2 separate regions of the Strix aluco genome follow, and region 2 is linked to region 1. Evidence: chromatin contacts called from public Hi-C data. All regions are on one chromosome and are shown on one strand. Each heading gives the region's core, a stretch centred on a gene start, on an enhancer-like site or on the middle of the called end of the contact. The rest is flanking DNA. Distances are from core to core; before and after follow the strand shown. Region 1 holds the start of LOC141919920 (carbonic anhydrase 2). Region 2 holds the start of RBIS (ribosomal biogenesis factor).

Region 1 (7,097 bases), core at 1,931-4,430:
CTTCATTTTGTGCCTACCACCACAAACAATTCATTACTACATATGGGACAGCTCACAGGAGCAAACAATACAGCCTGTATAAAGTATTTACAGGATTTTATTCCATTGTCTTCTGTAAAACATACCAGCACATCACAATTTCCCATAGTTTTCCCTTGAGTGACTGTTGCATGATGTCTAACCAAGAATTTGGTACGTGCATTATAGTTAGTCTCAAATTCAAAAATAGGAGTGAATCAAGCACAGTCAAGTCAAAGACAGCTCTATTTTGTGTAAGGAAAGTAGGTTACCTAGTTAACTGCATACAAATGAAGCCATTAAGCATGCTGCCAGGTAGATTCTATGCACTGTAATTTTCGATAGGAAGTGTGATACTAAAGGAACCACCCTTACCTGGCTTCATAGAGATCTGTTTAATGTTTTTTTCTAAAGAATAATCAGTGTCTGATTCACTAATAGAGCTACTGAGAATGTTTCTACTTGCATCTCCTATCCTCCCACTCTAAAAGCTGTGTCACTGCATATCTGTCAGAGGATCCCTGTCACAGATGTTCTGGTTCTGCACTGACTTTCCTCATAAAAATCATTCTTCCTACAGACATTTCTTTAGATTATTATATGTTCCTGCCATTTTCTCCTCCCAAGTTATCAAATACAACCTAATGTTCAGTCTTTCCAAACTTACGCACACACAAAGCGAACACATAATAGTGTGGTTATACGGTGAAGACCTGAACCTGCTTCCCTTGGGCTCAGTGAGAGCAGGATGACAGCAAGAGCAAACTCGCATGTAACTGGTGAAAACATAATTCTTTTTTGTTCTCTGAATCATTTACCTTATTCCCCATGACACTGTTAAAATGAACATGTGTTCAGCTCTTTGGCTCCTCAGTGCTTCAGAAAAATAAACACTAAGAACTCAGAATACGTTTTTCCTTTAAAAAAAACATACAAATATTGATCTGGATGCTCTGCACAAATTATACATGGATCTATGTGTATTTATACAACTGTGAACACTTACAGCTGACCACTTAATATTGTTCAGTTATAAAGATTGTAATAAAAATACAAAGTCAAATTCTTAGAGTAATGCTGAATGTCTGTTATAGTGTTATATTACATTACCTGCAGAAACATCACATTTTTAGTAGGCACGGATCATTTGTTTTCAGCACCATTCCCTAAATGACATTGCCAACAAAATGCTTAGCAAAAACAGGGCGCTTGCTCAAGCAAGTTAAATCAGGCAGTGTCTAGAGAAGGCAGTGACTTACAATAGGATTGTTTTTTCTGTCTAAATTAAAAAGAGACACATCATCATAGCAGAGTGATGATTTCTGCAAATTCAGCCAGCTGAAAAACTACAATTAAAGAACTACAATTAACCTGTTGTAACTTTGGCTTGGATTTCATCTGTCCATCAACATGCCCATTCCTTTTAGTAAGGATTACTAAAAGGTTTGCAGGATTCAGGGCTTAATTTCACCATACAGTACGATGAACAGTAAGACGCTGTGGAACGACTACCTGCTTGCAGACTTTGTAGGAATGTGTCAGACACATTATCTTTATCTAGAAAGCCCAGTGTCAGGAAAATGTCAGGGATAATACTTGTTTAAATTATAAAAGAACGAAGAGGTATTTTCTAATCATTCCTCTGTTTCTGTACTAACCTGGAAGCATACTGGCTTCAGAAATATGAAATAATATTTTGATAACCAAAGAAACTATTCCCAAACTATTTCCACTTCAAGTTGTTAACTGTAATCCTTTGTTATTCTACGGCCAATTTCCTCCTACCATGTACTTTGCCTCTTTAACCATTTGGTCAATAGCTTATGATGAGCCATGCCTACAATTGTTCTTGTCAAATAATTTTTTATTTTCTCTTCACAGCTGAGCCCATACGCAAATCCTTCTGATTTAAACAAAAATAAAGCAACTCGATTTTCTGGAGTTTACAGCAGGGCAGCTCAAAACAGCCCTGATAGGTTTAGCTTACTTCTAACGGCAGCTCAGTTTCCTTCCAGCCTAAAGGAGCTGAATCCTGACCTTACTGGAGCCAAAACACTTTGGTATTTTTTTGCCTTTTAAAACACCCTATGGCCTCCGTAGACATTTTAGTAGCAGTTTCTCCCATCTCCACTCCCACACATGAAGATGAGGTCTCACCTGATTTGTCAGAGGAATCATCAAACTCCACGTTGAAGGAGTGCCCGTTGTTGACTATGTTTCGAGCCGTGCCGGCATCATAGCTGAAGCTGAGAGGCTTCAGAGAGGAGTCGTACTTGGCGGCCTTGCTGCTGATGGCAATAGGGGACTGGCGCTCCCCATTGGCGATGGGGAAGTGTTCGTGCCAGTGAGCGGGTCCTGCAAGACAGCGTAAAGCAGCTCGGTGGGAACATCGAAAGCTCGGGGGATATAAACGATAACCTCACTCTAAAACCAGGATGTTTTTAACGCTAGCATCAGCCTTTACTAAAGTACCACCTGTGCGGGGTGCCAGTGCTGGCAACACAGAGGGGAAATCCCACCTGGGGAGCAGGGCGGGGACCCGGCAGCCCCTGAGCCTGGGAGGCTGAGGCGCGGGTTTTACCGGGGAGTCCTTCTAGGGGCCACCCCGTCCTGCCGGAGCAGCGCCCCGTCCTCCCCTCTTCCTTGCACTGTTACCGAAGTAAAGGACCGGCAGCGGGAAAGAAGAAGATGCTCCAGGCAAATCGCGCGGCGCGCCTGGCTGGCTGCTCAGGCGCAGGTGGCATCTCAAGGTTAAAAGGGGGGAAAAAAAAAAAAAAAAGGAAAAGAGCGCCACCGGGCTCATTCCCGCTCAGGGCAAGGGCTCAGTGCGACGCGCAGCGGGCACGTCCCAGCGCTGCTCCCGAGGACCTGCGGCAGGTGCGGTGTCCCGTCCCGCAGCCCGCCGGGCACTCACCGTCCTGGCTGCCGTACCCCCAGCGGTGGGACATGGTGCGCGGCCCGGCTCTGTCTGCGGAGGCTGTCGCAGCGCCGTGCCTCCACCGCGCTCTCAGGGGCTTTTATAGGCTCCCGCCAACTCCATGCCCTTCTCCGCGGCCGGAGGAAGGGGTGGGGAGCGCGGCCGGGGGCGGAGGGAGACTCCGCTGGGGGCGGAGAGAGCGGTCCCTTATAACCCGCGAGCCGCCGCGCCCGCGGAGCTGCGGCGGGCCCGGCCCGCAGCGCCCCCGGCAGCCGGGCGGCGCGGGGCGGCCGCAGCCGGGGCGCGAGCGGCCCCCCCCCACCCCCACCCCCCCCCAAGTCCCCCCTCCCACCCGCGGTGCCCCCCGCCCGCATTGCGCACCTGCGGGCGTCCGGCCGCTACGCGGGGCGCTGCGGAGCGCCGTGACCTTGGGGAGGTGCCGGCGGGCCGGGGGCGCGCGTGTCCGTGCGCGGGTGCGTGTCCGTGCGCGTGGGGCCGGCGCTGCGGTCCCCTGCTGCTCCCTGCCGGGGGCGGCCGGAACGGCGCGGAGCGGGGCGGGGGGGCGCCTGCAGCCAGCCGCGCCACGGGGGGTGTTTCGTGGGTGCCGGGAGGGGTTTAGAAGGGATTAGCGGGGATTGGGAGGCCGAGGTGAACGCGCTTAGCAGGGGGGAGGTCACGCGTCAGAAAAATGAGGACGTTATTGCTTATGACTTGATAGTGTATTTTTTCTAACCATTTTCGGAGAAGAGCGGGTAGAGCTGCGCTTATATTCACTTCTTAACATTTGGGAAATACATACTTGCCGTGAGAGCGGCTCAACTACCACTCCTGAGGATGGACTTGCAAGATTAAAATTGAGCAATACTTATTTTAGATTTTTTTATATTGCTCAACACGCTGGTGTTTTCTCGCAGGACGGGAGGGATCAGACCCTGACAACCCTTTTACAAAGGGCTGAATTCGAGTTGCCCCTGCGCTGCCGCAGGCCTGTCTGTCCCAGTGAAGCCATTCGCGCCCAGTGGGTGTGCTGATGATCCTTTTTGAAGGCTGTTCTGCATCCTCTTGCTCCGAGCAATTTTTGGGATGAGAATGACATCATAACTGTAATATTAGTTTATCCCATTTTCTTGTTAGGACTGTTTATTCAAATATGGTTTTAATTTTATTCGGTTGCGATTCAACCACAGGGGTCTAAATTCTGTTGTCAATGAAGTCGGTGTAAATCTAGAATAACAACACCAGAATGACCCCATCATTTACATTCGACATTGTAAAATGTGTGCCATTTGTTTTCATTTGTTGAGAGGGGGGAGAAAAGTCTATTCGTACAATGTAGTTACTGTTGCTAATAGCAAAAACAACCAGCTGGGAAATCGCTTATAAAAATTAAAGGCATTTCTCAGTCTCCTTCGACTACAAGCAGAAAATATTTAAAGCTTATTACTGATTAACCCAGTGTGTGTCCTTTCATATTTGCATGCCTCTACTCAGATGGTTTAGCAACCACAAAATGGAAATGTGAAGGCAGAAGTGTATACACAGAAGTTACTTAGAAGTGGCTGTGGTGTATGTGATGTAGAGCAACAAATGGAAATGCACATGGTTGTCAGAAAACTGTTAGAAATTCCTTGTTTGCTCATTATAGATACTTTTCAGCAATCACTTTTATTGAGTGGTTTTGATTTACTGAGTGATATTGATTGAGCAGTTGTGCTACCCAAGTGTATTGACAGTCTCTCATAAACACACACATATACAGGTAAGAATCCAAATACATATACGTAAGAATTCTTGAAGAATAAAGCAGAAAACATCCCTTTATGTTGTAGGAAGGAATAAGGTTTCTGTACATTTCAGAAAGCTTCCTTCCATTTAATCTTACTATAAAAAAAATCAATTCAGCCTGATTCCTCTGCACTCTCATATGTCGTTTCCACTGACGTCAAAGGGAGTACCACATAAAGGACAAGTACAGGATTAAGCACGACACAGTGTTTGGCATGGTAGGCTTCCTAAAAGATCTGCTTAGGGTTCTTACCAGGGAAATGAAGTCAGTTGGCAGCACCACTGAGGGACTAGGATTTTAATCACATGAATCTTCATTTTACCACATTATTTCTATCAGTAGGTATGTGATACATGCTAAGCACACACAGGCATACATCCACATTTTTTTTGTCTATTGTTCTTAAAATCAAATAACCATTTTCTTTGATCATTCAGCTGTTAGTGTTTGCAGGCTTGAGCCCATGCCAAGAAGCTGCTATTGAGAGCCTGGCATTGACTTGGTCTCTTCGAATCAGACTCCTTTTCTGTCTCCTGGCTGCATCAGACTCCTCTAATCTGTGACTGTGGTTTCATGGCAGAATGCAATGCTTCACAGAAAGCCATAAACTAGCCTAGAGAAGAAGTTGGATATGGGAAACAGTACAGTCCAGATAATACTGCACACTGGTGAAGCTGCTTAACAGTGACAAAAACCAAGGCACGTTAGCAACAGCAGGACATAATATACATCGGCATAGTACCTGGACTAGCTCAGGCATCTCACATAAATGCGGACTGTGCTTCGTAAACCTGCCAGTTCTGCTGAAATCGGTGGAATGACGCAGACCAGTAAGGCCTGCTTGTATGTACAGAATGTGTAGGAGCAGTTCCTAAAGCAAATGTTCACAAATCCTGTGGCGACAGAAGCATTATAAATACATTTCAAGCAATACAAATACAGGGAACAGATTAGATAATTACTGTAGCCATTTGATTACTCATGACTCTGACATTAACATTTTGGATAGAAAAGATGCCAGTGTAATCTTCTCTCCCATTTCTGTCATTACCAGTACCACACAAAGTGAGGGTTTTTAGCAACTAATAAAATCAGATGTCTTTCTTCATCTCCCCTCTATTTCTTAGCATGAGATCACACCTGAATATGGTAAAAGAATAGGTGTTTCTAGATTGATTGGTACTTTTCAGTAATATTAGTAAATACAAATAGAAGCAGCATCAATAGTTTCAAAAAGTGCAAACTGTTCACTCAGATACTTCCACACCATTTATGGTACTCATTCCTGGGCAAAGGACATTGCAAAGCCTATACATCATTTAGGCCCCATTTGAATCCTGCTTTGAAAGCTTACGTGTCACAGCACATTTGTTGACCCTGTGCACAGGAAGGAAAGCATCCTTTTTGTGTATGTTTTATGAAGTTTTCTGAAATATATTTTTATGATCATTATTATTTGTGAAGCACTGCAAATGTCAGATGGAAAAATGGCACAGATCCTTCCATACCAAAGGTTTGTTCTCCTTAGTCAGTTGCCAACTGCTAGGAGTATTCTGGCTGCTGGAGTAATGACACGTGAAACATGCATCAACCTGCAAGATGGTTTCAGCAGAAGTGCATGCAATTACCATGTTGTAAATCCACCTTTTAATTTTCATGGTAGATTTTCAACTCTGTCTGAAAATCTATTTGCAGTCATTTTTTTACATCTTTGTCCATGTTTCTGTTCAGTACTGAACAAGATCCAGAAGAATCCTACATCATTCTGATTCTAGCTATTCTGTGAAAGTTAAATGCAATTATGAATATAAAAATAATTTTGGTCCTTCAGTGAGGTCAGGTTAGAGCCCTTTCTTGTGTTACAAAAATGTTTTACTACTAATTTCTAATGAGAGACTAATACAAGTAGCAACAATGCAAGCTTCATGACATATCGGTGCAGTAGAAAAAGCCTGTCTGCCTCTCTGCTGACTTCTAGCCATTGCTGATACAAGCTGCTTTGAAATATAGATTTTGATATACTTTTTGAGAAGCGTGACCAGCAGGTTGAGGGAGGTGATTTTCTCCATCTACTCCACTCTCGTGAGACCCCACCTGCAGTCCTGTGTCCAGCTCTGGAGCACCCAACATAAGGACATGGACCTGCTTGAGTGGGTTCAGAGGAGGCCACAAAGATGCTCAGGTGGCTGGAGCACCTCCCTTATGAGGACAGGCTGAGAGAGTTGGGGTTGTTCAGCCTGGAGAAGAGAAGGCTCTGGGGAGACCTTCTAGTGGCCTTCCAGTACTTAAAGGGGGCTACAGGAAGATAGGGAGGGACTCTTTATCAGGGGGTGTAGTGATAGGAGGAGGGGGAACAGTTTTAAACTGAAAGAGGGC
Region 2 (7,097 bases), core at 1,443-3,942, 180 kb after region 1:
CTGTTGTGATTATTATTGCTAAGGGGCAGATGAGTTTTCCCCTGGTTTAAAAATAACCCTGCGCTTTTATCACTGCAAGTAACAAATGCAGAAAACTCAGAGTGAATGCAGATGGCTTTCCAACTCTTCAGGAAGTCAACTTTAACACATGACACCACATTTAATTAATTTCACTTTGTTTCTGCCTCATTAGTTGCAAAAGTTAATCTTAGTTTCAGGGAAACTATTTGCAAGGCCATGCAGGGCAACAAAATTTTTCAAGAATCAAAGCAATGTCCTGTATCTGGTATTCAGCCAAACAAGAAACAAGAAAAACCAATAAAATAAATGCATAAGAAGAGAAAAAGCTGAGAAATAAAACTGATGCTAGAGAACAGCAGTGAAGTGTTAGATATCCATGACTCTCTCCTTTAGTCTCCTGTGAGGGGTGGGGGAAGGGGATGGACTGATGAGGAACTACCCACCCTGCAGCTGCTGTGGGGTCCAAGAAAGGAGAGAAAGCCAAACGTCACCCCAAATATGTTATCAGTCAGTAAACAGAGTTTATAGGAGAAATGGGGCCTCAAGCAAGGTCCAGGGCCACCCCGATAGAATTTCTGGTGCCCTTCCCTTCCTAGAAGTTGAGAATAGCAAAGGAGGAGGGATAGGATAAGGGAGGGAAAGTGGGCTTCTTATCTGGACAGTGCAGGTGAAGTCCACAGCACTCTTGGAAAACATATGGAGAAACAAATTTGAAAAACAAGACCCATTTACGTCTTCAGGGGAGGGGTAGAGTAGACTGCACAACAGTAGATAACACGCCTAATCGTTGCAACATCGCTGTGATCCACCACCACCCAGTTTTTCAGGAAAAGTATATCCATCCAGAAAAGATGGAACAAAAGGACCAGGAAGGAGAGGTAGTACTTGAGTAAACAGAGTTCCAAACTCTCTGTGTATGTCTCTGTGCATACCCCTGTATGCATTAGCATATTGAAATATATAGCTTTCTCCTTTTACTATCATGGTATTTCTTTCTCTGTGTATTATAACACACAACGTAAGTTATTCCATTTATTTTACCAGAGCTGAGGCCCCAATTTACAAAAGCGCTTTCATTTCCACTTGCATGACTCGTGAGCCAGTCTGCACACAGGAGCAGCGTTTGCATGACTTACAATGCAAAACACGAGGAAAGTCTTTAAGCCTGTTGATGAGCAGCACATCTTGGGACTTCAAAGACCAACAAGATTAAGGAAACCATGAAACAACCAAAATCCCAAAGCAACTCCTCTTAGGTGCATATACATTCAAATGACCGATCCTAGGATCTAGTATTTCCCACCACTGAACAGGAGCAGGACACAGCCGGAATCAGGCACTGCCGATACAGCAGCTCCCATCGCTGTGCCTGGCTAATAAATAAATACCCGATACGCACACGCAGCTGATCGACTCGACGAGCAAACGGAATCCCTACAGGGAGCGATGCAGACCCACCTCCGCGCCAACCCCCGACCCGCCTCTGGCTGGCGATGCTGCACGCACCAAGCACCTCTCTCAGCAGGCAGCCTCGCATCATTCCGAGCCAAAAATCTGCTCGGTCTCCACCTCGCAAAGCCTCGACAGCATTTCAGCTCATTCAGCTTCCTGACGGGCTCGGGAGCTGCCGAAGCCAGCTGCGGGAGCTGCCCTCGGGGGGACCCCTCTGGCCGCGGCGGGAGCGGCCGCCCCGACGGCCCCGCGGGAAGCGCCGCGGCCGCCCCCAGCCCCCCGCCCGCCGCCCTACCGTTGTGCTCGTCGTATCCCCAGTGCAGCATGGCTCTGGTCTCCTGTCGGGACGGGACGGGCCGGGCCGGGCTGGGCTGGGCTGGGCTGGGACGGGAGAGGCGGCCGCGCCGTCACCGCCGCCCGCTTTGAAGGCGACGGGCGGTGACGCCCCGATGCTCGGGCGCCGATAAGGAGCCTGCAGCGCTCCGCGCCCGCGCAGCCCGGCCCCGACCCATCCGTTCCGATTCTCGCCCACCGCCCGCCGCCGCCCAGCATCCCCGCCGTGCCGTCGGGGCGGCCCGGGGGGCCGCGGCCGGCTGACAGCTGCGGGGCCGGCTCGCACGGGACCGCTCCAAGAGAGTGACGGTGTTACCCTCCGCCAGCCGCCTGCCCGCAAGAGGCACGAGTCGGGGCCAAGGGAAATGGGGGAAGTAAGGGTCTGTTGCTGGGGTGACCCCCCGCCCCCCGAAAGTCAAGCAAAGCGACCATCGCTGCCCGGCCCCGCTGCGTCCCCCGGCGGGCCCCTGTGCCCCCCCCCCCTTACTCCGAGGGGAGGGAAGCTGATTCCCTTCGGAATTGGCCCTGGACAGATTCACGCTTTACAGGCGCGGCCCGTGGACAGTAGGCTTTCCCACAACCCACGCGAAATTTATTCTTTTTTAAAACCCCTGTGTTTCTGGGACTGTCAGGCACGTGCCTTGGCACCGTGGCCATCTCGGCCACTTTGGCACAGTCACACGCGCGGAAAGCTCCGCCCGCCCGTGCTGGGGGCTGCCGGGGGAGCGGGAGCACACGCTGGGACGGCGACGGGACCCCCGACGGGACCCCGCCCCGCCCCCCGGCCGGCCCGGGGCAGCGGCGCGCGGTGGCGGGGGGCGCAGCGCCCCCTGCCGGCCCCGCCGCCCCATGACAGTGCTGGGGGGATTGGCGGCTTCCCCGGCGCGCGGGGGGTGACGTCAGCCGTCCGTCCGCCCGCCCGCCCCCGCGGTGCCGCCGCCATGGGGAAGAGTCGGTCGCGGGCGGCGAAGGCGGCGAGCGTCTTCCGCATCGCCCGCAGCGGCGCCGTCAAGGCCAAGGCCAAAGGCAAGGCGCGGCCCGTCACCTCCGGGCTGAAGCAGGTGAGCGGGGGATGGGGGGCGGTAGGTTTGCCGGCGGAGCGGCGGCGGGGGGATAGGGTAGCCGGCGGAGCGGCGCGGCAGCTTCCCACCGGAGCGCCTCAGGCCTGCCGGGTCGCCCGGCGGCCCCGCGCGAGGCTTCGGCCGGGCGGGCCCGGCCGCTTCCGCGGGGATCCCTCCGGGCCGGGGCGGTGCGGCCTTGCCTCCTCTGAGGCCTCTTCTGGGGGGCGGAGGGAGCGCTTGTGAGGGACTCGGTAGAGCTGCTTTATGGGCAGTTTTCTTCTGGGCACAACATTGCAAAGTACACAGTTCCCACCTGAAAATTAGGTTTATGCGTGGATGTCATCGTCTTCAAAAAGGGAAAGACAAAAAATGTTATTTGATCTCTGCAAGCGTCCGCCACCTAAGACTTCGAGCTGTTCTCCTTGAGGGGGGTCATTTAGAAAGTATCTGATGGCATTTCAGTATGGCCCAGGGAACCTGATGCTAAAGACAACAGCCGTAGTTCAGCAAGTTTCCCTTTACTAGACCACGCTTGCAGTGTCACTGATGGTGTAATTCAGGGCATGGTTTAACAAAATGGCCTGATCGAAACCACCAGGCACAGATACTGCGAGGGGAAGTCCTGCTCTTTTCCGTCAGGTTCCCAACCCCAGCCCCCTTTTCCAAGCCGGGGCTCTGTTCCCACAGCTCTGCTTGATGCTGACTCAGGAACTCATCACGTCCTAGGTGGTTCAACTTGCTAAAATCAGCAGCAAAAGCAACTAAAAATGCATTTTGTGTTTTTCTGTGCTGGGTTGGCAAGTTGAACAAATTTAATTATGAATGAGTACAAAGAGAAACATTTTAGGGGGGGAAGAACCAGAAAGGATGGAACCTTTTCTGATCCAGTAGCTGTTCGTTTGTCTTAGCTGTCAAGTAAAACCATGTCAATGAGATGCAGTGAACAGATCTAAGAGCACGCACTGCCATGTTTTGCTCTTTAATCCCTCTTTTCCCCCTTCTTGCACCTTAGATGGACAGTGATGCTCTGCAGACCCTTCTGTGAGCTGATTTAACATACTGAAGGAATGGAAAAGTAAACAAGCAAAACCAGTATTCTACCATTTTCATGTCTGGAGAGCACCACTGCCCAGGGGAGGGAGAGAGTGAGTCGTGGCTGGCAGCGATGCAAGGGAAGAGGGGTGGGGGTGATCTAAGCAAGGGTTTTCCTCTTGGTAGCAGCAAGTCATCTTCTTTTCAAACCCTGCCTCCAGCCTGAGCTGTGTGATCTGCTGAGAGTTCAGCTGGTCCCTCTAGAAGGGCATCTGATAATAAAAGCAGAAAGTTAGTGGTTTATTGTTCCCATTAGATTTCGTTGCAGTCTGCTGGGCAAAAAGAGTCAAACAGCCACTCTAAAAAAAGGCCCTTTCAAATTTTCCCCTGCAAGCTAAAGTCACTTGACGAGTTAATCTGGTAGACAGACAGGAATGTAACAAACTTTGGAAATAAACAATTTCATGTTGCTGGTGTCACATCTCCACTTAGTCTAGAGGGTTCTGTATAATAAAGAGAAAAACAAGTTTAAAAATCATATTCATGAAAAGTGAGTAGCTTATTAGGAGTAAAATTTTATTCTGTGTGTTTGAAGCTGTATTCTTTAATTCATTAAGCCTTTGGGGATTTAGTTATCATTAAGCAGTATAGGAAGATGCTCAGAAAAATTTGTTAAAATAGATTTATTCTTTAATAGATGAAAGCCTATTCAAACAACTTTTGATATAGATACACAAACTAGCTACAGAGCCTCTTTCTCTGGAGGAGTCCTGCCAGAGTAGCTGAGGATATCAGGTATTAAAAGTGACTGGATCCTTTCAGCACCCCTGTGAAGCTGGAAAATGGTAACAAGCCCTGATGGGAAACCAAAGATCTTTGTAAATTGGATTGTCCACAGTCCCATCCACTCTCCATTTGAGCCGGGAGCTGAGTCCGTATTTCTCAACTCACTGTCCAGTTTGTTATCAAAGTGATAATCTGAGTAGACTTGTTACATCAGCCTCTTGCCACTGCTTGTTCTCTTGATCACTCAGAATAAGTGGAATTACTGTTAATGTGTACATGCTCTGAAATTATGGAAGCTTTGAAAGCAAAATGAATACGTGTAACCATTCACAGTTTGCTTCTGCCTGTGTAAATTGCTGAGAGGTGAATTACAGGGGTAGTCTTTGGAACAGCAGTAGGCATCCTGAAATCTGGGGTTGCCTGAAGGTGTATGAACATTTGCAATGTAATAGGACATTATCTGGCTACAGTCCTGTTCCAGACCTGGTGCTTCAGAAGCAACAGGTGCTAGGGCTGAGAACAGCTGAATCTTACTTTGCTGCAGCAGTGAAAGAGTTTATGCCTCCTTGCATCCACCCTGCTCCCCTCCCACAGATTATTGTCCCCAGAGCACAGCACATGTCCATGTCTTAGCTCTTCCCCTTCGAAAGCAAGCATCTTTGCTGAAATAACTTATGAAGGCAGATTTGGGCTAGTGAGGCTGAGGTGTCCAGGGATCAGATACACATCCTGGTCTGGTACAGTCACAGAAGTTTCTTTAAATACCACAACAAAATCTGGTAGACGTTCTTGACCAGACCTATAGTATGAACACATAGGAATGCAAGGTGTGATGTTGAAAGGCAAACTACTGGAAGAATTCAAAATGGTAAGATCATTTACAAACTGTATTGGGTTTGCATGGCAAGGTTTTGGTAGCTCACAGGGGCTACAGGGGTGGCTTCTGTGAGAAGCTGCTAGAAGCTTCCCATATGTCCAACAGAGCCAGTGCCAGCCAGCTCCAAGATGGACCCACTGCTGGCCAAGGCTGAGCCCATCAGCGATGGTTGTAGTGCTTCTGGGATAACGTATTTAAGAAAGGGAAAATGTTGCTGTGCAACTGCAGACAGAGAAAGGAGTGAGAATATGTGAGAGAAACAGCTCTGCAGACACTAAGGTCAGTGAAGAAGGAGGGGGAGGAGGTGCTCCAGGCACCGGAGCCCATGGTGCAGCCCATGGTGAGTCAGGCTGTGCCTCTGCAGCACAGGGAGGTTAATGGTGGAGCAGATCTCCACCAGCAGCCCATGGAGGACCCCACTCTAGAGCAGGTGGATGTGCCCAAAGGAGGCTGTGACCCTGTGGGAAGCCTGCGCTGGAGCAGGCTCCTGGCAGGACCCATGGCCCCATGGAGAGAGGAGCCCACGCTGGAGCAGGTTTTCTGGCAGGACTTGTGATCCTGTGGGGGACCCACACTGAAGCAGTCTGTTCCTGAAGGACTGCACCCCGTGGAAGGAACCCATACTGGAGCAGTTCGTTAAGAGCTGCAGCCCATGGGAAGGGCTCACATTGGAGAAGTCTGTGGAGGACTGTGTCATGTGGGAGGGACCCCATGCTGGAGCAAGGGAAGGGTGTGAGGAGTCCTCTCCCTGAGGTGGAAGGAGCAGCAGAGACAACATGTGATGAACGGACCACAACCCCCATTCCCTGACCCCCTGTGCTGCTGGGGAGAAGGAGGTAGAGAAAATCAGGAGTAAAGTTAAGCCTGGGAAGAAGGGTGGGGTGTGGGAAAGGTGTAGTTAAGATTTGGTTTTATTTCTCATTACCCTACTCTGATTTGATTGGTATTAAATTTAATTTTCCCCAAGTTGAGTTAGTTTTGCCTGTGACGTAATTACTGAGTGATCTCCCTGTCCTTACCTCGACCCATGAGCCTTTCATTATGATTTCTCTCCCATGTCCAGCTAAGGAGGGGAGTGATAGAGTAGCTTTGGTGGGCACCTGGCATCCAGCCAGGGTCAACCCACTACACGAAGGAGGGAAGGAACCCTTCCTGTAGCTCCAATCCAGCTAAGAGGAGCTGAGGGCAGTGTAGCAGGGCCTGTCTGCAGCCTGGCTTTTGTTTTGTGTTCTGTTTCTGGATCACTATGGGCTCCCTTTCCAATAGAACAAGTTTAACTGCTTTTATAATTTTTAATTTATTAGAACATCAGTATTACATGACTAGATGATATAATTAAGTACAGATCAACCTACTAAAAAGGAATTTTGGAAGATATGCATATAGAACTGGCTGTATAATAGTTGTACAAAAATGGTGCACTTCCACATGCCAGTGGAATTTCTGTTAAAAATACTAATGTGTGTATGTTTTTTCTTCCCAGATAAACATTAGAAATGCTGAAAAAGTTAGCACAATAAATAAAGCATTTGCTG

Evidence for each region. A called contact is a pair of places that touch in the nucleus more often than the background predicts.
Region 2: a Hi-C map of heart shows a contact between it and region 1, with 7 times the contacts expected there. The contact joins the promoter of RBIS here to the promoter of LOC141919920 in region 1. A contact is called at or near these places in 2 of 2 Hi-C or Micro-C datasets (brain and heart).

The regions. Positions count from the first base shown.
Region 1 is chr1:29,775,680-29,782,776 of bStrAlu1.hap1, forward strand. LOC141919920 (carbonic anhydrase 2) reads right to left here and starts at 3,181. Exons shown (of 7, transcript XM_074816482.1): 1 at 2,933-3,181; 2 at 2,176-2,373. The coding sequence starts at 2,966.
Region 2 is chr1:29,959,264-29,966,360 of bStrAlu1.hap1, forward strand. RBIS (ribosomal biogenesis factor) reads left to right here and starts at 2,693. Exons shown (of 3, transcript XM_074816572.1): 1 at 2,693-2,867; 2 at 7,046-7,097. The coding sequence starts at 2,748. It overlaps LOC141919971 (carbonic anhydrase 13-like), which reads right to left and starts at 1,920. Exons shown (of 7, transcript XM_074816635.1): 1 at 1,769-1,920. The coding sequence starts at 1,799.